Linked DNA regions of Mus musculus: all the other regions are linked to region 2. The links are chromatin contacts, called in public HiChIP or PLAC-seq and promoter capture Hi-C maps. All regions are on one chromosome and are shown on one strand. Each heading gives the region's core, a stretch centred on a gene start, on an enhancer-like site or on the middle of the called end of the contact. The rest is flanking DNA. Distances are from core to core; before and after follow the strand shown.

The links. Promoter capture Hi-C pulls out the DNA fragments that hold promoters and counts their contacts. HiChIP or PLAC-seq counts read pairs in DNA pulled down with a chosen protein or histone mark.
Region 1: a contact with region 2 is called in a promoter capture Hi-C map of erythroid cells, with 6 times the contacts expected there. The contact joins the promoter of Lrch3 here to the promoter of Zfp148 in region 2. A contact is called at or near these places in 1 of 39 promoter capture datasets (erythroid cells) and 2 of 9 other capture datasets (liver and pancreatic islet).
Region 3: a contact with region 2 is called in an H3K4me3 HiChIP or PLAC-seq map of pro-B cells, with 6 times the contacts expected there. The contact joins the enhancer-like site here to the promoter of Zfp148 in region 2. A contact is called at or near these places in 9 of 39 promoter capture datasets (the 3T3-L1 cell line, the HPC-7 cell line, embryonic stem cells and 5 more), 1 of 484 Hi-C or Micro-C datasets (nephron progenitors), 17 of 115 datasets of contacts at active chromatin or transcription factors (T-cell acute lymphoblastic leukemia, cardiomyocytes, craniofacial prominence and 10 more) and 1 of 9 other capture datasets (adipose tissue).
Region 4: a contact with region 2 is called in an H3K4me3 HiChIP or PLAC-seq map of neural tube, with 5 times the contacts expected there. The contact joins the promoter of Itgb5 here to the promoter of Zfp148 in region 2. A contact is called at or near these places in 6 of 39 promoter capture datasets (3T3-L1-derived adipocytes, the HPC-7 cell line, HPC-7-derived erythroid cells and 3 more), 1 of 484 Hi-C or Micro-C datasets (embryonic stem cells), 5 of 115 datasets of contacts at active chromatin or transcription factors (astrocytes, embryonic forebrain, embryonic stem cells and 2 more) and 2 of 9 other capture datasets (adipose tissue and liver).
Region 5: a contact with region 2 is called in an H3K27ac HiChIP or PLAC-seq map of the NIH/3T3 cell line, with 8 times the contacts expected there. The contact joins the enhancer-like site here to the promoter of Zfp148 in region 2. A contact is called at or near these places in 1 of 39 promoter capture datasets (the 3T3-L1 cell line), 2 of 484 Hi-C or Micro-C datasets (CD4 T cells and liver), 7 of 115 datasets of contacts at active chromatin or transcription factors (the NIH/3T3 cell line, embryonic basal ganglia, embryonic forebrain and 4 more) and 1 of 9 other capture datasets (adipose tissue).

What each region holds. Positions count from the first base shown.
Region 1 is chr16:32,910,409-32,916,367 of GRCm38.p6, forward strand. Lrch3 (leucine-rich repeats and calponin homology (CH) domain containing 3) reads left to right here and starts at 3,692. Exons shown (of 21, transcript NM_001081255.1): 1 at 3,692-3,995. The coding sequence starts at 3,734.
Region 2 is chr16:33,376,628-33,382,520 of GRCm38.p6, forward strand. Zfp148 (zinc finger protein 148) reads left to right here and starts at 4,148. Exons shown (of 9, transcript NM_011749.4): 1 at 4,148-4,400. It overlaps 1700007L15Rik (RIKEN cDNA 1700007L15 gene), which reads right to left and starts at 4,109. Exons shown (of 2, transcript NR_045709.1): 1 at 3,889-4,109; 2 at 3,227-3,752.
Region 3 is chr16:33,711,674-33,717,584 of GRCm38.p6, forward strand. All of the region lies in intron 2 of Heg1 (heart development protein with EGF-like domains 1), which reads left to right. Among named protein-coding and RNA genes, the nearest start is that of Heg1, 30 kb to the left of the region's middle. Within about 2 kb of position 2,773, at least 131 of the 459 cell types and tissues checked have an H3K27ac peak or open chromatin away from gene starts, as enhancers often do. A contact at or near this core is called in T-cell acute lymphoblastic leukemia, cardiomyocytes, craniofacial prominence and 3 more, where this site is marked.
Region 4 is chr16:33,827,806-33,833,441 of GRCm38.p6, forward strand. Itgb5 (integrin beta 5) reads left to right here and starts at 1,860. Exons shown (of 15, transcript NM_001145884.1): 1 at 1,860-2,225. The coding sequence starts at 2,156.
Region 5 is chr16:33,665,221-33,670,695 of GRCm38.p6, forward strand. No RefSeq gene overlaps it. Among named protein-coding and RNA genes, the nearest start is that of Heg1, 17 kb to the right of the region's middle. Within about 2 kb of position 2,116, at least 35 of the 459 cell types and tissues checked have an H3K27ac peak or open chromatin away from gene starts, as enhancers often do. A contact at or near this core is called in the NIH/3T3 cell line and pancreatic cancer cells, where this site is marked.

The sequences.
Region 1 (5,959 bases), core at 2,442-4,941, 470 kb before region 2:
TTATGACAGGTTTTGAAAACTTTTTTTTAGACCAGTGTGTATGTTGTCTGAGTAAATAGGTTATGTACCATATGTGTGCCTGCTGCTTGCCAGGGTCACAGAGGGCATCACAAGCTCTGGAACTAGAGTTGTGAACCACCACGGGGGTGCAAGAAGTTCTAACCAGTGAGCCGACGGCAGCTCAGATTGAATTTTACTGCTACTTCATTTATGTATTTTATTGTATGAGTGCTCTGAAGGGGTAAATACCTGCATGACAAAGGAAGGCATCAGATCTCATTACAGATGGTTGTGGGCCACCTTGCCAGTGCTGGGAATTGAACTCAGGACAGCCAGTGCTCTTAATTGTTGAACCACTTATCTAGCCCTATCTAGAGATTTAATTTTATATAGTGTATGTATATGCATATGGTTTTACACATATATAATATATGTGGATAACATCTTACTGTATTGCTCACTGTTGTCTGATACAGGGTTTAAATTCCTCTGCTCAAATAATGCCCTGCCTTGAGTAGCTGGGAACACAGGCATATATCCAGTTTCATTCATTCTTTCATTCATTAGTTGCTTAGTTGAGACAGGACCTCACTAGCACTCAGAGACTGACTTAGCTCCCTGTACTTGCTCTAGTTTCCTGCACACTCCCCATCTTCAAATAAGTTTAAAATCATCTTTTCATATGTGTATGGTGTATGCCTGTGTGTGCTCAGAGGCCAGGTGAAGATGCCAAGGGTCCTGCTCCATCATTCTCTGAAGAGTCTCTCTCAAAACCTGGAGCCAGGCTGGCAGATAGCAGCCCTCAGTGATCTCCTGTGTTCCCTCTCCACAGCCTTAGAGTTACAGCACAGATGTGGCCACACCTGACTTTCTTAGCTGAGTGCTGGAGATTTGAACTCAGGTTTTCATGCTTATATAGCAAGGAACTCTACCCACTGAGCCATCTTCCCAGTCAGTCCTCCCCCCATTTTTAAAAGGCATTTTCTCACATAATAGTATGTGTAGCATCTTCATTTCTACCCCTATCCACATGCTCCCCCCTTTTAAAAAACTATTTAGTGTACATGAGTGCTCTGTTTTCATGCACACCAGAAGAGGGAATCAGATTCTATTACAGATGGCTGTGAGCTGCCATGTGGTTGCTGGAAATTGAACTCAGGACCTCTGGAAGAGCAGTTAGTGCTCTTAACCGCTGAACCATCTCTCCAGCCCACCACAAACCTCTTAATCAACTTATTTTGGCCTTCAGATATCTACAGACTTCATCCCGTGTTCTGAAAACCTCCAGTTTCCCCCTTACTTTTCTCTCTGTTGTTAATATATAACCTATCTACTTATCTTGATTCCCACACTTGCTTTTTGTTCATATGCTCAGGCCTCCCATATCTCCCTGGGATATGAGAGGTGTGTATAGCATCGAGTTTAATTCACTAATGGCTTCAAATCAAGTCAAACAGACTAGTTGCAGTTTACACATCTGGACAGTTCAGGACTAGGAATACCATGCTGAGATTGTAGTGGAGTGTTCATGTCAATAGGAAAAGAGGCCATATGGCTAAGAACTTGTGGGAATTGATGCAAATATAAAGTAATAGGACATTAGTGCTTTTGAAAAGGTACATCTGGCAATTCAGGTAAAATTATATAGTGTGCTTGTGGGTGTAATGTCTTGAGTGGGCACGGAGGGTAGGGAGTAGTCAGTTCTCCCCATTTACCACGGGCTCAGTGGATTGAACTTAGGTTGTTGAGTTTGTATGGTAAGATTTTTCCCCCATGACCATCTTGCCAGCCCAACTTAATCTTTTTTTTTTTTTTTTTTTTTTTTTTTTAAAGACAGGTATCCCTTTGTATCTAGGCTGGCCTGTATCATCCTGCCTCAACCTCTCAAGTACTAGGATTACAACATGCTCCTGGCTAGCTTAGTATCTTTCAAAGAATTAGAAATGTTCAGAAAGATCAGAAAATACATATATTGGGTATACATTACTTGACAAAGACTACCCATTACCATGAAGGGGCTCATTAGTAGACATTAATAATTTATTGTGGGACTTGTTGCAAAAGAAACTAGAATGTCAAATTGCTGAGAGCCAGACATGGCATCAACTATTACTTGTTTTGTGTTCTCAGGGGTTGGAAGGTCAAAGTCAGCTTGGGCAACATTGGGACTCTTATCTCAAACAAAACAAGACAAAAGGGCTGATAGAGCAGGTCTTGGAGCAACTGTTACTAATCAACTTTATTACTGAAACATTTTTACAATTTCTTGAACTCAGGAAAGTGCTTTTTGGGGGCTTCCCTGAAGTTGGGCTTTGAGTGATGAGCAGCTTCTCACACCTCATATTTTCTTTTGTGCTCTGTGATAGATTTTTCTCATCTGTGTCTTAATGTGCTCACATGCATCAAAATCATACTTGGAATTTTGCTCTCTGTCATCCTATTTTGTAACTTCAGGTTTTATTCAAAAACCTCACTCGTTCTTTTTTTTGGGGGTGGGGTGGGGTTTTGTTTTCAAGACAGGGTTTCTCTGTGTAGCCCTGGCTGTCCTGGAACTCACTCTGTAGACCAGGCTGTCCTCGAACTCAGAAATCCACCTGCCTCTGCCTCCCATGTGCTGGAATTAAAGGCGTGTGCCACCACTGCCCGACCCACCTCACTCGTTCTTGCTCTAGAGGGACTGCTTTGCCGTGCACTCTACTCAGCCCAATTGCTGTTTTCTTATTGTAACTGGCCTCCTTGGGTTCCAAAATAAAATTAGCTAATTCTTTAGAAAAGAGACTTTATCTGACAGGCCCTCGAATTCTGTACAGCAAAGTAAATTTGGTGAGTGATATTTGCATCACATATTAGGAATGGCTTGAATTTAAAACAGATTTGGAAAAATAAGAGACTGCAGGACTGGGAGGGTGGGGTTTTATTTAAATGTGAGTGGTAGTTTTCATTACTTGAATGGTTTCCGGTTTTGGTCTTTCGGTTCTAAATTTAATCCCAACATTTATTACATAGCCAGATTTCAATGTTAGATGTAAATATTATTCGTTCTGCTCTAGCTAGTGATAAAATCTGCGCAAACAGCCACAGTATTTAAGACGTTTGGTTTCATTAAGAGCTCTTTCATAAAAAGAGTTCGAAGCCAGCCTGGTCTACAAAGTGAGTTCCAGGACAGCCAGAGCTATACAGAGAAACCCTGTCTCGAAAAACAAAAAACAAACAAACAAAACAACAACAACAAATCTAAAATACATAACAATTTCAACAAGAATTAGGGACTTTGTAGCCGAATCTGCTCACACGGTATGTTTGTTTTCCCGTTCAAGAACTAATAGTATATCCACAAATTCCAGTTCAGATCATCTGGCGGTATGGTGACAAGCTGAGAGACAATTTTGGGCTTATCTCAGGGAGTCCCCTCTAAGTGCCCAAGTTTCTGGCAGCAACAGGGCTAAGGAATCTTTGCCGTTTAATGTAATCCACCACTGAGAGTTGGAGCGCTGTTAAGGACGGGTTTTGGTTTTTGTAGTGGCCTTTTAGGGAGCCCAGGGTACCGGGCTGCTCCAGCTCTGCGAAGTCGGTTCGGTTTCCCTGGAAAACCTGCTTGTGGGCGGGGCAGGCGGCTTGTTGCGCCCAGCGCGTCCGGGAGAGCTGTCCCCGGTCCGCGAGCCCCTTTCCCCGCCCACCCAGCGGATCGCGTGGCGCATGCGCAGAGCCGGGCCGGAGAGTTGTCGGCTGGGAAATGGCGGCCGCGGGCTTGGTGGCTGTGGTAGCGGCTGCGGAGTACTCTGGCCCTGTGGCGTCCGGGGGAAACCTCTCCGGTGCGACCTGTGGGCCGAGCCCTGGGTTGGGCCCTGGTCCTGGCCCGGGCTCTTGGAGCCGCTCGGTCGACCGAGCCCTGGAAGAGGCGGCGGTCACCGGGGTGCTGAGCCTGAGCGGCCGGAAACTGAGGGAGTTTCCCCGGGGAGCGGCCAACCATGACCTGACGGACACCACCCGGGCCGGTGAGCGGGGCGCGGGCATCCCTGCTACCCGGGACCCGTGGAGTGGGGGGCAGGGGGTGTGTGGCGACCGGCCCGAGGCTCCCCGGGTAACGGGGACCGCTGGCGGTACCGCGCACCCTCCCGGCCTGGCCAGACCCGGAGCCTGGGGTGCGGCAGCGCGCAGCAGCATCTCCGCTGCCGGCGAGAGGCAGTTGACGGGTGATCTTTCTTGAATCGCTCTCAGAAATCTCGGCATCAGTGCCCGCCCCGTAGACTTTTTGCCTCGCCCCGGTGTCTGCAGACCACTTTGCATTTGGGATGCCGAATTGACTTTGCTAAGAGTTGGAGCGTGGCAAGCACGTTCTTCCATCGTAGTATGGGTGACGCTGGGTGCTGCATTGTCAAAGGATCCAGGTCCGCTCTGGCGTTTTCCCTAGTGTGTGCGAGTATGTGTGTGTAATGTGGACTCTAACACTGGGAACAGCTTATTTCTCCGCCTCCGTCTGATTTACCGAAAAGTACTTGTAAAAATAGGCCATCTTTAGGTGCTCAGGACTTTCGTCTTCCATTCTTACCGCCGCCTAAGAAAACATGAAAAGAAGTAGGATATTGTCTACCACATCTATATTTGCTTTTCCCTTTAAAAACATTTCTGCGCCTTATATTGTTTAAGACAGGAAAGAGAATGGGGATTAAGTATTATTTGGTTTCCTTAGTTGTGGGAAACAATGTATGGTAACTGAGGTATTCAACATACTATATAATGTGTTCCTCTTGTGTTTTAAATATAGCTTCCTCCGGGAGTAGATTAAGAATTGAGTCCTTTTGTTTTACATAAGGGGAGGGGTCCCCTCAGAAGTAGTTTAAATGTTTTGTGTTTATGTCATATACATTGTTTCATCCTCATTCTGCTTGATTTTAAAATGTGAGAGTTAATACTTTTTCTTAGGCTTGTGTAGTCATCAAAGATTGGTAATTATTACATATTTCACTAATGTTGAAAAAATAAATAGAGCTGGTAAGATTGCTCAGTGGGTAAAAAGGCACATGCTGCTGCCAGACCCGACAGACAACCCAAGTTTGATCCGAAGAACCTACATACTGGAAGGAGAGAACTGACTCTTGCAACTTGTCTTCTGCCTTACATTGCGCACACACGCGCACATGCGCACACATACACACACACACACACACACCACTGCACTAAATATTATTTTTTAAAAAATAAAACAAAGACATTAAATTATCCCTAGAAACTATTATTTCCAAAGAAACTTTTCCTCTGCTTACTAAAGCTTATTAGTGGTAGCCTTTATTTTCAATATGATCTGAATTTTTTTCACTTGGCACTGAAGTCAGACTTGCTAAGGTAAACATGAAGAGTTACTTGAATTTTTTATGTGTATTGGTGACATCATGTAAACTTGTCATTCCTACCCCTCCCTGCCTTCTTGATTCTGCTCACGGGAGGGCTGACTGTCTGGCAGGGCGGTTTTCATATTGAGGTGAGTCATTTCAGTATTGCTGCTCTAAGCCTGAAGGTAAAGAAAAGGGTGATTATAGGAGTCTATCTAACTTATTATCTCATCTGTTCTTGAATAATTCTAGGAGCAAAAGTTTGAGCCATCAAGAAAGAAAACGTTTTATTGACAAAACCAGACATTTATTAAGAATAATATTTAATTTAAAGAAAAGGTTTTCTTATTGTTTGTTTTATTTTATGTATATGAGTGCCTTGTAGCTGTCTTCAGACACACCAGAAGAGGGCATTACAGATCCCATTACAGATGGTTGTGAGCCACCATGTGGTTGCTGGAAATTGAACTCAGGACCCCTAGAAGAGCAGTCAGTGCTCTTAACTGCTGAGCCATCTCTCCAGCCCCAAGCTTTTTTTTTTTTTTTTTTTTTTAATGTATATTATTACTCATACTTTAATGTTCTAGTTACTATATTAAATCAAAGGTTTTGTTGTTGTTGTTCTTGTT
Region 2 (5,893 bases), core at 2,898-5,397:
GTGGTCTCTTTCTTTTCCTTCCTCTCTCTTCTCTTTCCTCCCCCCCTTCTTTCACAGGCTCTCGAACTTTCCAAAGTGGCCTTGGGCTGACTATGTGGCTGAGGGTGCCTTGAACTTGAGATCCTCCTGCCTCTTCCTGCTCAGTGCTGGGAACATGGGATGTGCTACATCTCCAACTCAGAACAGTTCCTGGAATAGTATGCTGCTGAGCGTGATGGCCTTTAATCCCAGCTCTCAGAAACCATAGGAGTGGGCTGGTGAGATGGCTCAGCGGGTAAGAGCACCTGACTGCTCTTCCAAAGGTCCGGAGTTCAAATCCCAGCAACCACATGTTGGCTCACAACCACCTGTAACAAGATCTGACGTCCTCTTCTGGAATGTCTGAAGACAAGTACAGTGTACTTACATATAATAAATAAATTAAAAAAAAACCACATATGTGACATATGTATGTGTGTGATATATTAAATGATTTATGCTTATCTAGCATTTTTAAAAAGGACTGAAAACAAAAAACCAAATAGTAACAAAGAGAAGGAGAATAGCTACCTGATATAAGGGAGGAACGTTGATTTTGGCTTGTGCCAAAGAAATTTTGGACATGGTGAGGAAGAAGACCATGGCAAGTGGTAGAGCGAGCTGCTCAGCTCATGGTGGCCAAGGAAGGGAGAAGAGGGCTGTGTCCAGGGATAAAACACACCCTTCAGGGGCTGGAGAGATGGTTCAGTGGTTAAGAGCACCGACTGCTCTTCCAAAGGTTCAGAGTTCAAATCCCAGCACCCACATGGTGGCCCACAACCATCCATAATGAGATCTGACACCCTCTTCTGGTGCATCTGAAGACAACTACAGTGTACTTAGATATATAAATCTTTAAAAAACAAACAAACAAACAAACAAACACATCCTTCAAGGGCACACAGCCTGTTTTGTTCAACCAGGGTTTGTTTCCTACTCTATTTCTCAGTGATATGATAAACTATGATGCTTTAGCAATCCCTTGCTAGGGTTAGCGCCCCCAGGATCTAATCACCTCACAAAGGCCCCACCTCTGAACACCATTGCATCGAGTACTAAGTCAGCACATGAGCTGTAGGGGAACATTCAGATACAGACAGGTGGTATGAGGGGGTTCTTTTGTGATCAGAGTGGTTGCTTGGGGGGTGGTGGTGGTGTTGTTTCAAGACAGGGCTTCTCTATGTGGCTCTGGCTGTCCTTTCCTAGAGCTTGCTTTGTAGACCAGACTCTCCTCAAACTCATGTATGTCCACTTGCCTTTACTTCCTAAATGCTGGGATTAAAGATGTGCACTACCACAAACTGGTAAGGAGTGGTTCTGTCCTCACTGTGGGGACAGACCTGTGCTCCTACATAGGATGGAGGTAAACTCTAAACACACATGAGGATGCACATGCCGGGTGTGGTGGCACATGCCCTTAATCCCAGCACTCGGGAGGCAGAGGCAGGCTGATTTCTGAGTTCGAGGCCAGCCTGGTCTACAAAGTGAGTTCCAGGACAGCCAGGGCCACATAGAGAAACCCTGTCTTGAAAAACCAAAAACCAAACCAAACCAAACCAAACCCCTGGAGGATGCACATGGGTTCAAAGGTCACAGATACTGCCCGGTTTTGTGGGCACTACGTAACAGGCTCCTGCCAATCTGCTGCTGTTGATGGCTCTCCATAGTTTTATATCACACCATTGGGAGAAGCTGGGTGAAGAGATAAAGGAGTTGTTTTGCCCTGTATTTGTAACTTCGTATAAGTGTACAGTCATTTTAAAAATTTATCATTAGGGGTGCCCCTGTGGATGTTAAGAGGACAACTTTGGGGCTGGAGAGATGGCTCAGTGGTTAAGAGAACCTACTGCTCTTCCGAAGGTCCTGAGTTCAAATCCCAGCAACCACATGGTGGCTCACAACCATCTGTAATGAAATCTGATGCCCTCTTCTGGTGCATCTGAAGACAGCTACAGTGAACTTAGACATAATAATAAATAAATCTTTAAAAAAAAAAAAGAGAACAACTTTGTGGAATTGATTCTCTCCATCTACTTTTAGTGTGAGTTGAGCTCAGGTTGCTATCTTGTGAAGCAAGTGCGGTCACCTGCTGAACCCCCTTGCTGATCCTTCATTTGTTTTAAAGAGTTATTTTTATTCATGGTGTGTGCTTGTGCATATTATCTGCCATGTGTGTGCAGGTGCTCTGGAAACTTGGGCCCTCTGAAAGAGCAGCAAGTGCTTTGAAATGCTGAGCCATCTCAGACAGGGTTTCTCTGTGAAGCCCTGGCTGTCCTGGAACTTGCTCTGTAGACCAGGCTGGACTCTAACTCAAGTGATACCCCTGCCTCTGCCTCCTGAGTGCTGGGATTAACGTCACTACCTTATGGCTGTCTCTCATTGTTTTAAAGTGGGTGAGTGGAAGAAATTTAAGATGGAAAGGAAGCAAGCTGCGTGGCCAAGACTGGTATTGGAAGGTAAGCAGCAGCAGTCTGGATAAAAAAAATGGACCAGCAAGAATTTCAAGAGCCTTCAATCACTCTTACTTTGAAGGCATGGTCAGTAGTCTTCTCCACTCTGCCCATTTTAGATGGTTGTTTCTTCCTTGTCTTAATTCTCTTCAGAAACAAAGAGATGTATTCCTAGTGGCAACCCTATTCATCTTAGTCCACTGGGTGTGACCCTAGGCTTTTAGCTCTTTCTAGTTATTAGCTTTACCACAGCTTAAACCTAAAAGTTAGCTTCTTGGCTGCCAGAGGGTTTTTTTTTTCTTCTCTTCCCTTTTTAAAAATACATCTGAATTTGATGTCACTGCAGTTGCTAGAAGTTGCCAGAAGGCTGTCCTCCAGCTAACTGTCCCTTGCTCTAGCTTGTATCACGGTTTTGTTACAATTAGCATTCAGAATATGCACTGTCATCTTATTAAAATTTATATTTTTTTAGTGGAGAAGGTTCAAGTAGAGTTTATTGTGAGGCTGTGGGCTCATCCCTGCTTTTCTTAGTTAACTGTGTTTGAATTCAGCTGAACTTCTGAGCCTCAGCTACTTCAAAAGGCGTCGCGGTTTACTAAGGTTAACGCCTGAGGGAATATTAACCTTGCAGACAGTAATCTAATTCAGTGTCATCACAAGTGCATAATGCGGGAGTTTGGAGTTTGGCCAAAAAGCCTATTCAAATGAACATTCAAGGGGTGGGGAGGTGGGTGTGGACAAGGAGAGAATTCCAGAAATGGTTATGTAGATATTTTAATGTCCTTTCCCTCTCACCTCAAAGGTTATGTTTAAGTATTGCAGAGAGGTGCTAAAATAAAGCCTTGAGATTGTGAAACAGAAATCCTAACGAAGGTGCTCCATCTCTCAGGAAGTTCCCAATAACCCGATCGACATTCACTGGGCACATTAAGTTAGCTGACCTTGTACTACTGTGTGGGCACAAAGGTCATTAACTGTAAGCCCTCCCTTTGTATAGGCAACTAAAGGGCCTTGGTGTTAAATGAGGGCGCTCCTAAGAAACCAGGATTTAGTGAAGGTCGTCGAAGGGCTGCCAAAAGATGGCTCAACTAAGCAATCTTAGGTATGCAGAGATTATAACCAAGTCTTTGCTGACATGCAGACCGTGGTTTGGGCCAACGAAGTCCTGACTGGGATCTCTTGCTTTTTCTCGGTGCCCACATCCTGCATCGCGGTTTGCAGACTCCAACCAGGTTTTCTAGTTTCAAGGGTGCAGGGTAGCATCTTCCGGAAAAAGAGGAGAGGCTAGGTAAGAGAATAAAAGAAAGATCCAAGAAATCCTGGCTAAACCCTTCATCGACGTTCCCGCCCCTTCCACTTCCCAGGGCCTGGGCCGCTATTTAATCCCCATTTTTCACTTCTCGGGGTGCCAGGCACGCACCCAGCCTCAAGGGGAGGACGTCCCTCTCAGTGGCTTTCCCAGCTCCCATCAATTTCAAAGCGTTTTCCTCTCAGGCCCATCAGGGGGACCCCCAGAGCGGGGCCCAGCTTTCCCGGCCACGCCGCGCTGCTGACACGCAGGCGCCAGAATCAAAGCCACGCTTGGTCTCGCAGCCAGGTCTCCGCGCCAAGCGAGGGCCGGCGGCCCGGAGCGCTTCCTGTGTGCGATGCTTCCCATAATGCACCGCGCCGGCAGCGGCGGCGACCGCGGCGACGCTCTAGCCGCGCCATGTCTGCCTCTCGACTGCTCTGGGAGGAGGAAGAGAAGGAGGAAGAGGAGGAGGAGGAGGAGGGGGAGGAAGAGGAGAAAGGCGCAGGGGTGGGAGCTGTCGCCGGAGCTGCCACAGCAAAAGTTCTCTCCCCTCCCCCTCGCCCTCCTCGTCGGGCCCGTGGGAAGGTCGGAGCCGCCGCCGCCTGCAGTCAGTGACCGCGCGCCTCGGCGCCAGCCCCGCGGTAAACGCTCGGCCTGGCAGGCCTGGGCCCGGGAGGGCGGGGGAGGGGAGGGGGCGGCGCGCGGTCGGGGGGGGGGGAGCGCGGCGACGACGGTGTGACCCGCAGGAGCGGCGGGCCGGCCGGCCGGGGGGCGGCCCGGGAGGCGGCGGGCGCAGGCCGCGGGGAGCGCGGGGCTGGGGACGCGAGGATGGTGGGTCGGGGCTTGGAGAACGGAGAATGACGGGGGCGGCGGAGGCGAGAGAGCGGGCGGCCTCCGAGGCCTGCGGCCGGTGTCGGGTAGGAAGGTGGGATGCACGCGGGGAGGCCTCGGGGTGCCAGGCTGTGGGCGACGAGGCCGGCCAGACCCTGGGGTTCTCCGCCGTCTTGGTGCAGTGCTTTCTGCACCGCAGGCCTCGGTCGCCGCTGCTGCCTCGGTGTGCTCGTTGGCTGCAGGGAAGGGCAGGGGCTGGTGAAAAGGGGATTGCTTGCAGGAAGCCGAGTAGGAGTGCGAAAGGGGAGAAAGGGGCCGGAGGGGAAGATGCCGGATAGGTGGAGGAATGCCGGGGGTGGCTGTGGAGCAGTCTTGAGGATTCTGAGGGTGTTCATTGTGCAGATACGTTAGGTGTTTCATTATGGAAAGAACCGAAGCGTTTCCAAGGCAAGGGGAAGAAGGCTAGAGTAGTTTCTACGGATAGAAGGAAGAGCGTTTGAAGCCAGAGGAGTGCTAAATATTGGAAAAGAAGCAGAGAATGCATAATAGAATAGACAGATGTAGCATAATTATCAAATGCTGGCCCAAGGTCTAAAGAGTTATTCCAGATGGGCCAGAGTGGCCTAGTTCGGAACCTGTTTGGGCTCTTCAGTAGATGACATCCGGTAAGTGTGGGTCCCCGCTTGGTTGGGGGTCATTGAGAATTTAGTCACTTAGCCTGTAGATTGGTTTGAGACATTTTAGTGCCGCACTAGTGAACTGAAAAATCTTTGAAAGAGACCTTGAGAAACCGCCTGGCTTCTGGGCATTCTTGAGGCCACGGAGTTGAGAATTTTAGCAGATTTGGAGTATTGTCTGTTACCGGAGGGTGGATGAACACCGTCCTGGAAGACGGTGGAATAGGAATTAACGTGGCCTGGCGGTGTTCTTCTTCACTGCCTAGCTTATATGGTACCACCAGAAGAGCTGGTGCCGTATTTCAGCCTAGGTTGCAGGACATAGATTGTAATTGTCCGGGTCAAGAGTTGGTGCATTCTAGTCTGGTCTTTGAAGGCTCCATTTGTCTAGTTCTATACTTCGGGTTGGCGGGAGATCCTTTTCCATTCACAGTTCCGGGTGTACTCTTTCACGGAGGCATGATGTTATTAAAGAAAATAACATCTGCAAGCAAAATGTAGGCAGAGCATCTAGAATATCTGTTATCTTAGCTTATAAGGAGGTCAGGAGTGGTTGTAATGCCTAAGGAAATCTGAAGTGACAGGATGAGTCGAGGTCTCATGAGGAGGGACAGTCCCTATGTTAG
Region 3 (5,911 bases), core at 1,523-4,022, 330 kb after region 2:
CTTTCTATTTATTCTTTGAGAATTTCAATCATGCTCGGCCCTCTCCATAATCACTGTCCAACTCCTCCAGATTCCCTCCCTCCCTCCCTCCCTCCCTCCGGATCCAATCCTTGCTGCCCATAAATCCATGAGTGAGGCCATCCATTGAAGCATGGTCAACCAGGGACCACATCTCCTGAAAGAACCAAGTCTTCCGACCCTAGCCAGCATCAACTATCAAGAGCTCCTCAGCCTGAGGTGGGGGCTTATATTCTGCTCCCTCAACCATGACAGCACAGTTTTGTTTTGTTTTTTAAGTACTTTGCAAAACTGGGAGTTTGTGTTTGTCATCAAAGCAAAGACTGGGCCCAGAGATCTCCTCTGGAACACCAATTAAAGGACCAGTCTTCTTGTCTAGGCTTAGTGTGCACGTCCCTGCTGATGAGGTGTGGGTGGAACTCATGCTTCATGTTTGTAGGAGATTGGTTTTAAGATTATTCGTAAGCAGCCTGGAGAGATGCTCACAGGTTGAGTCCTTCCTGCTCTTCGAGAGGACTGGAGTTTCGTTCCCAGCACCCATATCGGGTGACACTGAAGTCACAGTGTCTGTAACTTGAGGTCTAAAGGGCCAGTGTTTTCTTCTAGACATTCACAGGTACATTCACACAAACACACACATCTGCATGAATAAAAATAAATAAACTTTTCAAAAAACGATTATTCCTGAGTGTTGGTTGAATTAGACAAAAGCTATGATACTGTGCAGCCTTGGGCTCTGTGGCTTGATGATTTATAACCAGCTTTGTGTTTCCCAGAAATCTCTACTGTGATTCTGGTCAGGGTCAATTAATGTTAATCATACACATTACACCTAGTACTGTGGTGTATTTGAAACGAATCCATGTTTCTAACTTTACTGGACTGGACTCTCTTCTTCAGTATGTTTTAAACAAAAAGGCAACAGATCTTCACATTCTTCCTTTAAAAAAAAAAAAAAAGACAGGATCTTACTGTATAGTCCTGACTGTCCAGGAACTCACTGTGTAGACTAGACTGGCCTTGAACTCAACTGCTTATCTCTCAAGTGCTGAGATTAGAGATGTGAGCCACTCAGCCTGCCTCTGACCCTCATTCATTGGGTAGTTGTCCTTCTAAGGCAGTGGTTCTCAACCTTCCTACTGCTGCAACCCTTTAATACAGTTCTTCATGTTGTGGTGATTCCCAACCATAAAATTATTTCATTGTACTTCATAACTGTAATCTTTCTACTGCTATGAATTGTAATGTAAATGTCTGGTTTTCTGATGGTCTTAGGTGTCCCCTGTAAAAGGATTGTTTGACCACCAAAGGGGTTGAGACCCACAGGTTGAGAACTGCTGTTCTAGAACCTTCCATGTTTAATGTTTGCAGTTTTGCTGACTTTCATTGTCCTTGAGTCTTACTAAGAATTTGTCTTCCTTGGTGACCTGGGTATTCTGCTGTAGGTGATGTCAGACTGCCCTCTAAAATGTTCACTACAGAGGACTTTAGTCAGAGAGCATACCCCAGAGAGCGCCTGAGGCCAATGAGGAAACAAACCTCTGTGGAAACAAGCCTCTGCCCTGTGTTTAAAGTTAGCCTGGCACCTTCTAGCCTACCCAGAAAGCTCGATAAACCTCTCCTACTGAATGGACTTCATGAGATTCTACTAACCCTTTCTGAGTCCGTGACTGACACGGGAGCTTTGGGGATGTAGGCCTAAGGAGGACCAGCAGGACCCGCCACAGCAGACTTGGAGTCAACCTGCCGTACCAGCCTGCTCAGTGAATGAGGACAAGCAATGGGGTCCTTGTTCAGGGGAAGAGTTCGTGATTTTTCTAGCAGTGTGACCTAGAGAAAAGCCCAACGCTTAAACCAGTCAGGTCTATAATGTCCCTCAGGAGATGTGCCTACGGACGATAAACCAAGGGCATGGTGGGAGGTTCTTTTGATCTGAAAGGTGGCAGCATTTGATGATCCATACATACTCAGTCTGTGTCGTCTGGGCCTCCTTTACTGCCACCTAGGAGCACGGTGTGTGGAGCTGAGTGTGTTTTTGCCAACTTGACACAAACTGGGAAGAGGATCCCTCAATTGAGAAAATATCTCCATCTGATTGTCCTGTGGGGCAAATCTGTGTGTTTGTGTGTGGGTGTGTTTGTGTGTGTGGTTTTTGTTCTGATTTGTTTTGTTTGTGTGGGTCCTGGTTCTGTAAGAAAGCAGGCTGAGGGGCTAGAGAGTTATCTCAGTGGTTAAAAAACACTGACTGCTCTTCCAGAGGTTCTGGGTTCAATTCCCAGCAGCCACATGGTGGCTCACAACCATCTGTAAGGGGATCCGATGCCCTCTTCCTTTGTGTCTGAAGACGGCTACAATGTACTTATATACGTAAAATAAATAAATTCATCTTTAAAAGAAAAAAGGAAAAGAAATCAGGTTGAGCAAGCCAGTAAGTAGCGCCCCCTCCATGGGTCTACTTCAATGATAAGCTTTTACCTAGAACTTTACAATAAAATAAGATAAACGTTCTTTATTTCCCGAGTTGCTCTTGGTCAGTATTTTATTACGGCAACAGAACACAGAGCAGAACAGACTGATCAGTACAGCACCTTCCACATCCTGGGTAGCCAGGAGTTAATCTGTTTCTGAACAGAATCTATCTTACAGCACCTAAGCACGCCCAGGACGATGAGCCAGGGGGCGTTGCTCTCCACCCTCTCCTGCCTCGCTGCCTCTCTAGACTTTCCGTGGTCTCTTTGACTGTTGGTCCTGGTGTGGGGGCGGGGCTATAAACAAAGCAACAAGTGGCCCCGCCCCGGTGAGGAGGGCGGGGAGGAAGCTCTGTTCTGAAGGCACAAATGTGTATGTTGAATTGTGTGAGAGTGACTACAATTCCGCACTAAATTTAGTGTGAGCTTCCTGGAAATGGGGGCACAAAGGGAAGCTGGGTGGAGCGTGGGATTGTTGTCGGACAGTCAGCATACCGTTTAGCCCATAGGCAGTGGGCGGGCAGTTCTTCCAAGAGGAATATTTATTTATGTAAGGGATTGCTGAAGATCATAATAGAAACTACTTTCAATTGCTGGTTTTGTGAGAGTCGTGCTAATGTCCTTTGAAGGTGACATTTTGTAGACTCGCTAAGAGCTGGGGCGGAATAATGGGTCTTGACTTATGGGAGTCTTTCCTGTGGGCAGTTGAGCTGTTGCAGTCCAGGTAAATGGCTTTGTGGTGATGTCACTTTTGTGAAGGGAGAGGACAGAAACGACGTGAAGGACTTTGGATGTAGTCTGCCTTGTTGTAATACCCGCTGCCTCTGCTTTACTTCTGAGAGGTTCTGGATAGCCGTCAAGGTTGAGCAGTGTGACAGAAAGTGACGCGTGCTCACACCAGGTGAGCAGTCGTTCCCTCTGTGGCCTGTTACAAACACTAGGAACTTAGCTCAGGCCTTGTCCCAGTGGGAGATGGCATTCCAATTTTTTTAAATTTTATTTTAAAATGTTTATTAGCGGAGGGGAGTGCATTTGCCACAGTGTATGGGAGCCAAAGAAAAACTGAAGAACTCAGTTCTTCTCCTGCCACCCATGGCACACAGGACCGAACTCCTGTCAAGGTTGGTAGCAAGGGCCTTTACTGCTGAGTCATCTTGCCAGATTCATTCATCCTTCCTTCCTTCCTTCTTTTTAATTTTCTATTTATTTTTGCTTTTGCTGAGGCTCAAAGTCTGAAGGTTTCTCATTTTCCTAACGCCAGCCTGTGGGTTCTTAGTTAGTGCCGCAGGTGCCCGTGTAGGATCCTAGGCAGTGCCTGTGGACAAGCTAAGCAAGCATCCTTCAACCCCTTTCTCAAGACAGGGTTTCTCTGTGTAGACCAGGCTGACCTTGAACTCACAGAGATCCTCCTGCTTCTGCCTCCCAAGTGCTAGGACTAAAGGCGTGTGCCACCACTGCCTGGCTCAAGCATTGCCTTTTTTTCTAGAGGCACTGCTTTGCAGAAGTGTTCACACACATTGTGTTGCTTTACCGTGAGGATTAAATGAGAATTGTCAATCGGGCAAATAGCACAAGGCCTGGGGCTTTGCCACTGCTTACTTGAGGACCGCTGTTTTGTTTTGTTGGGGGCAGGGTCTTACGCTGTAGTTGAGGTGGGCCTGGAACTTGCTGTGTAGACCAAACTGACTTCCAGCTCCTGATCTTCCTGCCTCAACCTCCCAAGGTTACAACATGTGCCTCGTGCCCAACCAGGGTGGCTTGTTACAGTGATGACGTGGGTGACCGTGGGCTGCACAGTCCTGAGGCCAGGGGAATGGAGTTGCTTTCCTCTGTGACTCTGTATCTCTGTGGCCATTTCTTTGCTAATACTACCAAAATGGCAGGTTGGGGTTTTTCCAAGCTGAATCCAATATAGTCATCACAATGTTTTTGTTTTTGTTTTTTTACTGTTTTAGTCATTATTTATTTATTTATTAGATATTTTCAAATCTATCCCGAAAGTTCTCTATACCCTCCCTCCGCCCTGCTCCCCTACCCACCCACTCCCTCTTCTTGGCCCTGGCATTCCCCTGTACTGGGGCATATAAAGTTTGCAATACCAAGGGGCCTCTCTTCCGACTAGGCCATCTTCTGCTACATATGCAGCTAGAGATATGAGCTCTGGGGGTACTGGTTAGTTCATATTGTATCACAATGGGTTTTATCTTTAAGGTTTTATTTGTAATTGTGTGTATGCGCGTGTGTGTGTGCGCACACGTGTGTGCACGATGTGCACCCCCCACCCCCGTTTGTGTGCAGGTTTTACACATGAATGAAGGTGCCCTCAGAGGCCAGAAGAGAATGTTGGGATATCTGGAGCCAGAGCCACAGGCAGTTGTGAGCCGCCCAGTGTGAGTGCTGCAAACCAAACGCAGGTCCTCTGAAGGAGCAACACACACTCCTAATTGTCAAGTCCTGGCTACCCACCACCTCTGTGCCTTGATGGGAATACTGAACAGATGACATAGTGCAGTTGATTAGAAATAAAAATGCCTTTAAAGTAAATTAGAGGCCACTTATGGAACATATCCATATCTCTATCACTCCTTTCTTAGACAAAAGTGGCTTTTTTGCTGGGAGGTGGTGGTGCACGCCTTTAATCCCAGCACTTGGGAGGCAGAGGCAGGCGGATTTCTGAGTTCAAGGCCAGCCTGGTCTACAAAGTGAGTTCCAGGACAGCCAGCAGGGCTATACAGAGAAACCCTGTCTCAAAAAACCAAAAAAAAAAAAAAAAAAAAAAAAAAAGTGGCTTTTTTTTTTAGCACATGACAATTTTTCTTTTCTATTGTTTATAGATTTCATACATACATATAATGTATTTTGACCAAATTCAATTCCCCCATTCTCCACTTCTCAAAGTGCTGCTCTTTATGTTTTTTTTTTTAACTTTTATTTTATGTTCACTGGTGTTTTGCCTGCATGGATGTTTGGATGAGGGTATCAGATATTGGAGTTACAGGTGTTGTGAGCCGGCATGTTGACGCTAGAAATTGAACCCACGTCCTCTGGGAGAGCAGTCAGTGCTCTTAACCACTGAGCCATTTCTCCAGCCCTGTGGTTTTTATTTGTTGTTTGTGTTCCAGCAGGGCTGGATGCCTTTGCACGCACTGTCTCTGTGGATAGCCTGCACCTGTGTCTGTTCTCATTCAGCTCCAGTAATCAGAGCAGCAGGCTGTGCTCCCACTGTCAGGGAGTTCATGGCTTTGCACAAGAGCAAAAGGGACCGTTTCTTCCTATACTCTATCTAATTTTCTTTCATTTCTTTTTAATTAATTAATTATTTATTTATTTTATCTGTATAAGTGCATCATTGCTGTTTTCAGACACACCAGAATTGGGCATCAGACCCCATTGCAGAAGATGGTTGTGAGCCATGCAGTTGCTGG
Region 4 (5,636 bases), core at 610-3,109, 450 kb after region 2:
AGCAGGTCTGGGCAGGCTGGGGACCCAGAGAACCACCAGATAAGACAGAAGGGGTCTGGTAAGAATTAGGGCAAGTTGGATCACAGCACTTTCCAGGTGCAATTTAGATAAATGGTGGTCCGTGCCAGATGTGGGACAAAGTAGGATATTTCAGCCGCTACAAAGTGCTCATTTTGAGTGCAGAGAAGATGGGATACTATGGGCCCTGAACTCAAAGAATGCATGGCATAGGAAAGCCACCATTGTACTTAAAGCAGTATTTCACCTTCTAGCTCATCCTACACTTTCCTGCCAGACCAAGCAACACTCCAGTTCAAACTCTTTGATCAGCTCCCATAATGTAGTAGCCACCTCTAAGCTGGGATAAGCATAGCCCCAAGGCTATTGCCCTAAGGGCCAGGTAATTCCAAGATCTACCTGGGCTGTTTCTGCAGCATGAATTCTTTTTTTTTTTTTTTTTTCTTTTGGTTTTTTGAGGCAGGGTTTCTCTGTATAGATAGCCCTGACTGTCCTAGAACTCACTTTGTAGACCAGGCTGGCCTCGAACTCAGAAATCTGCCTGCCTTTACCTCCCGAGTGCGCCACCACGCTTGGCATGCAGCATGAATTCTACTGGATAATGGTTAGCAGCAAACATGATTTTTTTTCGAGACAGGGTTTCTCTGTGTAGCCCTAGCTGTCCTGGAACTCACTCTGTAGACCAGGCCGGCCTCGAACTCAGAAATCTGCCTGCCTCTGCCTCCTGAGTGCTGGGATTAAAGGCGTGCACCACCACACCCGGCCAAATATGACTTTTAAGTCATAACAAAGCAATGTAGGACAGAGTACGAATTTGCATATGGTCCAAGGATGAACTTTGAAGTTTGCTCTGGATTGGTTCACTTTTCCCTATGCACACACTACAAACTGGCTCCTGTCAGTGCCACCCAGTTAAGAGTTTGAAAGGTGGACACAACAAAGTTTTTAAGATTCAAACGCCTTAGGTAGGTTTTTGCACCTACACCGCCAAGTCCTGACCTTCTAGCTGCTGCTGCTGCTGCTTCTGCTGCTTCTTCTTCTTCTTCTTCCTCTTCCTCTTCCTCCTCCTCCTTCTTTTTCTTCTTCTTTTATTTATTTATTTTTTCTTTTGGTTTTTTCGAGGCAGGGTTTCTCTGTGTAGCCCTGGCTGTCCTGGAACTCACTCTGTAGACCAGGCTGGCCTCAAACTCAGAAATCTGACTGCCCCTGCCTCCCAAGTGCCGTGTAAAGTCGTGTGCCACCATGCCCAGCTCCAGCTGGTTCTTAATAGGCAAAGGTTAGGCTGCCTTACTTAAATCTGGATTTCAGGGAAAAAGCTAGCAGTCGCTTCCTCCAGTATATTAACCCTTGGTGGCTCAGTTTGCTCACCTAAACAACGGGAGGGATGTTAGCACTTATCACAGTGCCTGCTCACCAGGGTGCCCTCCGCTTCACCTGAACTTCCACGTTCCACGTGTCCTCCCCTGCCCATCCCAAGCGTGGCGTCTGGATTGAATATTCTCGGGCGAGGCCTGGCCTGGCATGCGCTTGTGGCATGACGAAATGGCCTGACAGATCCAAGCCGTAACTGCCCCACGATCCTGAAGTCAAAACTGAGATTGCTTTGGCCCAAGTAATCTCTGCAGGCCTAATGGAGCGCGCCCCGCCCCCTCCCAACTCCAAGACCGGGGAGGGAGACCCTAACTAGAAGTTTCGAACACCCGATCCCCACAAGTGGGTCAGCTGTGACAGCCACCTGGGCAACCCAGGATCTAGGCGTGCTGGCGGGTCCCGGTGCAGGGCGGAGCTGGTCCGGCCCGAGCTCGCCCCGCCCCGTCCCGCCTAGCCGTAAACTGACCGAGTGGCGGCCCGCAGGAGAGGGGGGAGGAGAAAGCAGAGAAGAGTGGGGGCTGGCGGCCGAGGAAAAAGGGAAGGGTCTCCGAGAGTAGACGCGCGGGGGACTCGGCGAGGGTGCGTCCGGAGCAGCGACAACTCCGAGCGTCCCAGCGGGCCAGCGAGGAGGATGGTGGCGGCCGGGCGCGGACCAGCCCGGCCGCGGGCGCCGTGAGCCGGAGCGCAGCGCCCGGCATGCGGCTGCGGTCCCCGGCCTCGGCCCCGCTCCGCCCCCGCCGAGCGCCCCAGCCGAGCGGCGCGCATCATGCCGCGGGTGCCCGCGACCCTCTACGCCTGTCTGCTCGGGCTCTGCGCGCTCGTTCCGCGCCTCGCAGGTAAGCCGCGCCGCCCCGCCGCGCGCTCCTCAACTTTTGCTCGCCCGCGGCCGCTTGCGGGAGCCGAGGGTGCAGTGCACCCCAGGGCGCTCCCAGAAGGGTCGGCGAGGCGCGGGCATCAGATCTGCGTGCGCTGGCGGGTTCCCTCCCGGGCTGAGGAGGAGCCTTCCCTTCCTGTGTAAACAGTGTGCGTCTGGTGGCGGAGCCCGAGGGCGCTGGGGACTTGGGAGGGGAAGCCTCCGGGCCCGGTGCTGGGGCCCTAGCTCTTCGCTCGCCTGCACAAAGCGGCCCTTGTGGCCCGCGGGGAGTGATGTGGGGGCCAAAGTGTGGCGACCGAGTCATCCCGGAGGTCTGTGGATAATGCAACTTTCGAAGTTTGCTCTAAATTGAAAGTTGTCATTACTCTCTGTAAGTCCGAAGTCGCTGCCCCACCTGGTACACCGCCATCTGATACTGTTCGGTACTGTGATTCACAAACACTGTGTCCGGACTGCGGAGGGGCTGCTGGCGCTACCTTAGCCGGATGCACCCTGGCGCTGATGCGGGAGCCCCCAGCTACCTGCGTTCAGTTTTCAGACTTGGGAGTGGCAATTAAGTTTAGGGACCGGACAGTGGTGGCACACGCCTTTAACCCTAGCATGCTACACAATGAGACCCTGTCTTAAAAAAAAAAATCCCTATAGGAAGAATGATAGTTGACGCTCCTACCTCTTCCAAACCTACCCACTCAAAGAGGAGTTTCCGAACTTTCCTCTTCCTGTCGGAAGTAATTGTGTATTGATTAAGAGTGCGCTATTCACTTTCAAGCCCGAGGTACTTGTTTGCCTCTCTGAGCCCAGTGGTTGCCTGGCTGCTTGAGGGGAGAACTCTGTTACCCCTACCCGTCTCATTTACATGAAGGAGGTTGAGGTTTCCATCTGAGAGCAAGGAGGGAGTTGAGGAAACCAAAAAATGTCGCTGAGGCCCCAGTACAAACTTAATAGCGTAGCAAGGCTGCTTTTCTGGGAAAATAAGTAGATCAGTGGGTCCCACCCACCCCTCCCTCAAATCTGGCAACCAGTGTCCACATCTTTCGTGTTCCAAAGAGTCCCCAGGGAAACGCAAAGAGATGTAGCTTGAATCACCATCCTCTGGAATATATCCTTGTCGACTGACCTCACTTCTTTAGGACAGAGTTTTAGTTTGAAGTTATATTCTTTATAACCAAACTAAAACTTTATCTTGTGTGTGTGTGATGGTGTTTTTAACATTTTTGTCAGAATAAACACTCAGCAACCTTACCTTAGTTTCTTTCTTTCTTTCTTTCTTTCTTTCTTTCTTTCTTTCTTTCTTTTTTCTGTTAGCAGTCTTCGAAATTCAACTTTGGGATGGCTCTAGTTTCTTTCCGATTAGCCCTCTGATTCGAATGAAAACTCCAACATTTCCCATTGCAAAAATTTTAATCCTTATTAGTTGAGTTTCCCAAAAACCTGTTTTTATCTTACTTATGTCCCCTCCCCTGACTCTTCCCAGATCCATCTCCCTTCCCTATGACCCCAACTCTGTCCATATTAAAAAAAAAAAGCACAATGGTGCGGTCCTTGATTTGAGCCTTCTCTACTTAGGAAGGGCTACACTCTTAGAGAAAACTTCCCTCCCAGCTACTGTCAATGGTTCTATGGCTGGGTATAATAATAATAATAATAATAATAATAATAATAATAATAATAATAATATATCCCCATCTGGCCTGTAACTCACTATGTAGGCCAGTTGGCCTTGAATTTCCAGAGATCCCTTTACCTGTCCCTCCCACACTTTGGCATTAAAGGAGTGCCCCATCCCTCAGGTGTCCTTCATATTATTAGAATCATTAGGGTTTTTGTTTTTGTTTTTCAAGACAGGGTTTCTCTATATAGCCCTGGCTGTCCTGGACCTCACTTTGTAGACCAGGCTGGTCTCGAACTCAGAAATCTGCCTGCCTCTGCCTCCCGAGTGCTGGGATTAAAGGCGTGCGCCACCACGACCGGCCCTCATTAGTTTTTTTTTTTTTTTTTTATCTGCATGTGATTTCTCCTTTTTGAAAGTTCCGGTGCCTCCGAACAGACTGTTCATTCCCGAGGAGGGCCATTTAGTGTTTTCTCTTGTCTCAGGGTGGGAGTGGCCAGCCTAGGCCCAGGGCTGTTTCATCTTTTGTACCCTATTTTGGAGCCTGAGTGGTTTGCTTTCAGGGTCTTCAGAGTTAGTTCTGTCCACTGTGCTGTGGTCACAGGCTTGTCTTTTACCACCCCTTGCTGCTGCTGCCAGCCCCTAAAGTCAGTAAAATGGAATAAACCTGTTTCCAGCCTCCGGACTAGGCCGCCTCCTTCTCAGGGTGCTAGGTGCTTTGCAAGATCAGAAGGAGTGGCTCGTTTGGGTAATTTGACTTAGCTTCCCAGTGTGGCTGAGTTACCTTCATTTTCCTTCTCCTCTTGTCCCCTCCACCCCCTCCTCTTTCGGTCTTGAAAGATGACAAGACCCTTCTCCAGTTCATTTCTCACTTGCTAACGGGAACATAGTTTGAAAGGAAAATAAAAGTTACCTTAGGAAAGAAATCGTAGTGTGAAGTATGGTGCCCATATGGGGGTTCCTAGACTTGTCAATGAACCCAGCAAGGAACAGGCCCTAAGTTTGAGGGGCTTATTGTAAATAAGCCATTGTAGTGTTGCTCCACCCTTAGCCCCACCAGCCGTCATCTCTTTAATTATTCCAGGCTAGAACCTGACACACAAGCTCCTCTCCTCAAACCAGGGAAGGGCTGCGCTGGGGAGGCCTCCCCATACCCACTTCCGTTCTAAAACAGAGGGAGGAGTCTGGTCTCGCTCCAGCTGCATGGCTGGACTCATGTTTGCTGCTGTCGCTTATTATTTTATAAGCAATCAAATGTTCTTTTAGTGAGTGCCCCGCAAATTAGTATGCTCCGAATACCAAGAGCCCTTTGTTGATTTAGAGAATTCGAATTGGCAGCCCCGGGCCTCCTCACCCCGTCCCTGGCCCACCGTGGCTGTAGGCTGATGCGGGATGGGGGTGGGGCTGGGGCTGGGGCTGCTGGAATTTGGCTGGGTTTGCAGCTCCCTTTAGGTAACCAGGTCCAGACGCCGAAATGCAAAGGGTGGCCTTGGTTCATAGGCTACTGTTTACCTTCTGGGATTTACATTTTAACTTCCCCCGCCTTAGTCAGTGGGGGCTTTTCACGGAGGAGAACGAGGCAGAAGAGGGCAGGGTCTAATTAGTCCTAATTAGTATTCCTCCCCCGCTTGTTCTCCATGCTTATTTAGCTACTGAGGCAACGAAGAATTAAAATATCTAAGTAGTTTGGCAAATCGCCCCTTGTGCCTGCCTGCCCCAGTAACAACTTTTTCTTTTTCAGCTCGGTCATGGAAATATTCTGGG
Region 5 (5,475 bases), core at 866-3,365, 290 kb after region 2:
CATTTGCATGCATATAGTGCACATAGCCTCATTCAGGCGCGCACACGTATACACACACACACACACACACACACACACACACGCACATAAAATTTTGTAAATATTTTTTAAAGGACACAGTTTGGAGAGATAGCTCAGTGGTCAGGAACACTTCTTTCTCTTCCAGAATACCCAGGTTCAATTCTCAGTACCTATGTGGTATCCTACAACTGACTGTAACTCCATTTCTACAGGATCAGAGATTCTCTACTGGCCTCTATAGGCACCAGAGAATGTAATATATAGCCATACATATAGGCAAAACATCAACACACATAAAATAAAATAAAATAAAATAAAATAAAATAAAATAAAATAAAGCAGAAGAAGACAGACTGAGCTGGTCATGGCTTACTAACAGGTTGAAGTAGGAAGATGGTGAAATAAAGCCAACTATTCATGAAGGGCTCAGGGTGACGATCCCTGAGGACCTCTTTTGGTTTGCTTTTGTTGACAGAGTTTCTTTTCTTTTCTTTCCTTAAGGATTTATTTATTTATTTATTTATGTAATGTATATGAGTACACTGTAGCTATACTGATGGTTGTGAGCCATCATGTGGTTGCTGGGAATTTTGATTCAGGACCTCTTCTCACTCCAGCCCTGCTCACTCCAGCCCTGCTCACTCCAGCCAGAGATTTATTTATTATTATATGTAAGTACACTGTAGCTGCCTTCAGACACACCAGAAGAGGGCATCAGATCTCATTATGGATAGTTGTGAGCCACCATGTGGTTGCTGGGATTTGAACTCAGGACCTTCGGAAGAGCAGTCAGTGCTCTTAACTGCTGAGCCATCTCTCCAGCCCTGTTGGCAGGGTTTCAGTGTGGTTCAGGCTAGCCTGGAACTCACTATATAGACCAAGCTAGCCTTAAACTAGCCCTCTGTCCTCAACCTCCAGATCAGAAGCCCCTTTTAAAGAGGAACCTGCATTCAAAAATTTTCCTATGGCTTCTGTAATTAATCACACAGATCAGATGTCTTTAAAACAGCAGAAATATATTTTTTTCATAGCTCTGGAGTACAGAAGTCTCGAATCCGTCTTACTGAGTCAAAAACGAAGGTCAAGCATCAAAGCTGAATCCAAGAATCCACAATCTTTGGGGGAGTTTGTTTTGTGCCTCCTCTAGCTTTGGTTGCTGCCAGCCACCTGGATTTGTGACCACATCTCTGCAGTTCAAAGCCAACACTGCAGGCTACAGCTGCCTTCTGGGAACATGTGAAGTCCATCTTCTACTCTGTTTTCTGAGGCATGCGATAATACAGAAGCCCAAGATAATCCAGAGCAGTGGTTCTCGCCTTTTTGCACAACGCAGAGAAGACTTTGACTGCATCTGCTTTTGCTGTTTTGAATGCTGCACACCAGGCTAAAAGAGCAACCTCTTTGAAGGAGGTAGTGAGCCGGGCTAGCCACAGAGCTTAAGTAGGATGATACCAAGGCCAAAAATAATGCACAGAAGATTCAAGAAGAGCATTGTCCAGTATGATTCATCTTACAGAGAAGAATAAGAGAGGACTGGCTCATGACAAAAATCAGAAACTGTACTCAGTGTCAGGGATTCCAAACAAAATGAGCAGCTCAGTGTTGGGGGGGGGGGGGCAGATGCTAAACAGGTTGATGTTCACAAGCTACCACTTCAGTAAGGGGAGGCAGGAAAGAGAGCGAGCAAGAGGACCAAGGCAAGGAGGAAGGATTTGAAGCTACACAGGAGCACGTGCCTCCTCGTGAAGAGACTGCAGAACACCTCTCTCAAGACCCTCTTCCAGAGGGGGGAGGAGTCAAGAGTTATCTCCTGGTTCCTGGTTCCCCAAACTAAAGGGGGAGCCTAGGAGGACATTAGCCACCTCCACCTCACTTGTAATGTGCATGCATGGGAGTGCCTAGTAGTTCTGCATGGAGTCAGCCTAACTGGAGTCCACCTGGAAGGGGTCATCACAGCTGAGATGCAACGAGTAGCCTGACTATGCACAGGTGGTACACATGGAACCTGAGGTGGCACATTAGCCAGTGTTATATAAAACCCGCATACTGCAGGTCACTACGATGAGTAAGCATGCTTGGCTCATTCAGACAAGGGTTAGGCATGTATTAGTCAGGATTCCCTGGAGGAACAGTACTGATGAAATACATAAGTCTTAACCACAGACTAGATGCCTTTAAAACAACAGAAATATATTTTTTTTCTTGGTTCTGGAGAACAGAAGTATAGAAATGATATTTCATTAGTACCTTACAGGCTGTGGTCCGGCTAGTCCAGCATTAACTATCTCCTGATAAAAGGGCCAAGAATCACATAGTTGTTTCATCCACGAGCCTGGACATCTAAGCTGCTTTTTTGTCTTCATTGGAGTCTCAAAGAAATAGGTTCTAATACCAGTGAAGGAATGCCTCAGCAACAGGATGGATGAACAGCAAGATAGATGAAAGTGAGGGCAAGCAGGCCTCACTGAACAGAGGTCATTTTCTCAGGTATCTCTGAAAATCGTGCTCATCTGCCCTCTAATTTACATAGCCAGATGCATCATACATAAATAATTTAAGTTGGTATTGAGTCTAAGGTTCAGGATTCAAGGAGTCTCTTCAGATTTCTGACTCAGTGTTTAAAGATGGGGCACAACCAGGCAGTGGTAGTGCACACCTTTAATTGAAGCGCTCAGAGTCAGAGGCAGAAGTATTCTTGAGTTCAAGGGAAGCCTGGTCTACACAGATAGTCCTGGGTCAGCCAGGGCTATCCAGAGGAACTCACAACCCCCCACCAAATAAAGATAGGATAAAGGGTGCCAGTTTACATATTCAATATTATTATTTATTTGCATATAAGTGTCTGCATGTATTCAAGGAGGACAGAGATATCAAAGTATCAACCATGAGCTGCATGATATAGGTGCTGGGACTTGAACTCAGGTCCTTACAAGAGTGGTATGGCTCTCGTATCCGCTGAGCCATCTCTCCAGCCTCAGTTTATATATTAGTTCTCTGAAAGGGCACAAAACTTCTGTCAACAACAGTGGTGGATAAATGCCACTGGTATCAGCAGTTTGAGTCAAGGCTCCAGTGTCTAACATTTTTTTCCCTCTCTAGTCTAAGAAGCTATAACCCCAAAGTTCCTTCAATAAGGAACTAGAACCAAGGCCCAGCCTGCCTTGTCAGCAGTATCATATGAAAAAGAGAGGCGGCAACTTCACATTTCTTACCTTTCAAATGGGGGTTCTGCCCACTCATGAACACGGCCCAACTTCTGACTAATCAGATAGGCTCCTGTCTTAAAACATTAAACCCATGAATGATCCAGGTTCAGGGGAAACCTAGCTTTAGATGAGGGTATAGCTCTTTCCTCTTGCCATGTCACAGTGCAGGAAGTAGAGGGTGGCCTGGTGGCGAGTTATCTATTGCTAAGACAAGATATCTAAGAGGAAGCCAAAAAGCTAGCCTAGACCTCTAAAGAGGCAAGGGCCAGTTATTTGAGGTCCTCAGGGTCCTATTGTCTGCTGTGTATCAACTGAAGCAATAGCTTGTACAAGTGAGTTGGGAAGATTATTTGTTCATTCATTCATTCATTCATTCATTCATTTTTGAGACAGGATCTCATGTAGCCCAGACTGGCCTCACACTCATTATCTCATTATGTAGCTGAAGATGACCTTGAACTTCCAAACCTCCTACCTCCATCCCCCAGGTACCAGGTGACATATTCTACCATGCCTAGTCTAGGTGGTGGGATTGAGCCCCTGGCTTCATGTATGATAGGCAAGCATGCTTCCCACTGAGCTACACTCCCAGCCCGGCTTTCTATTGCTGCTGCAACACATTCAGTGGCTTGAAACAGCCAAGGTTCTCTTACAGTTGTAGACATCAGAAGCTCAACATGGGTCTTCTGATGAAATAAGACGATGGTGGAGGCAGAGCCCTGGTCACTCTAGAACAGTAGTTCTCAACCTGTGGATCATAACCCATTTGGCAACCATCTATCACCAAAATTATTTAAATTATGATTCATAGCAGTAGCAAAATCACAGTTATGAAGTAACAGTGAAATCATTTTGTGGTTGGAGTCACCACAACATGAGGAACTGTATTAAACTCTATTAAAGGGTCCAGCATTAGGAAAGTTGAAAACCACTGCCCTAGAGACTAGGAGAGTTGACTGGTTTGATTCCTTTGGACTCAAGGAGCTGTCTTTATTCCATGATGTTGTGCCTTCCACCTTTACCCCAGCCATCAGCAAACACACTCTCTCCAGCCTCTGCTTCTCCATTACACTCTTTTTCTGCCTTTCTTGCCTCCCTCTTCTGCTTTTAGGGACCCTTGTGATTTACACGGGGCCCACCTAGTAACCAAGGATAATCTTCCCACCTCAGAATCTGTAATCACATTTGCCCAGGTCCCTTCACTATGTCAGTCCCAGGGATGAGCCTGTAGCCATCTTTGAGGGGCATCCTCTGTCTGCCACACCCAATGGGCTCAGTTGCAGGGGAGAAAAAAAGCTTCACTTGGGAAATGGCGAGTGTATGATTAAGCCACTTGCTGCACGAAGGCCTCAGGAGTATTGAGGAGACAAGAGAGGCAGGGTCCCAGATTCTGAAGTGAATCTGAAACCATGTTGGTTAGAAGGTGTAGAAAGGGAGGCCAAGATGGTGGATTAGTGTGTAAGAGGACATGCTGTACATAGGCATGAGCACCTGAGTTCAAGTCCCCTATACCCACATTAAAAAAAAAACAAACAAAAAACAGGTAAAGCCTCTCTCACACACAAATAATAATAAAAATGCATAAATCTTAAAACAGAAAAGAAGATACAAAAAGCCTCTGAACCAAGGAACAATGTGAACAGAAACAAATGAGACAGTAGTCAGAGAAAGCAGGCTCAGTTCAGTCCACCAGCTAGTCTACCACTGTCTTTTAGGTGGGTTTACTGGTCTACCTCTTTCTCTTAAGTGAGTTTACTAATGTGAATTTTATATTACCCCACTAGTATATTTACTAGCTTTGTGACCTTGAACATGCTTTTTTTTTTTCACTTCTGTCTCTGTGAAATGAGAATGGAAATTCCTACCAGCTAGTGCATGGAGTTCCAAGTACTAAATGAAATGAGACTTTTATATAAACAATTTTTTTTGAGACGATAAAGATGGAGGAGTGGATAGCAGTGTTAGGATCCACCCCTGCTAATTCTGTGTCAGTTGCTGTGGGCAGCACAGGGAGAATTAAAAACCTCACAAGAAGTGCAATGCTTCTTGGCCCTAGCTAGCCTAAAATTCCTGAGCCAAGAGGAGCCCTGCTGCTTCAGGAGGCCATGTGGCACTTTGTAAGCCACAGACCTAGCAGGACACCTTCTTTAGCCAACAGCAGATTTGGGGCATGTCCAAACCAGAGCAGGGAGAACTACGGAGCTCTGCCCTTCCTCAGCCTGTCAGATCTCCTTCTCTCCCCTACGCC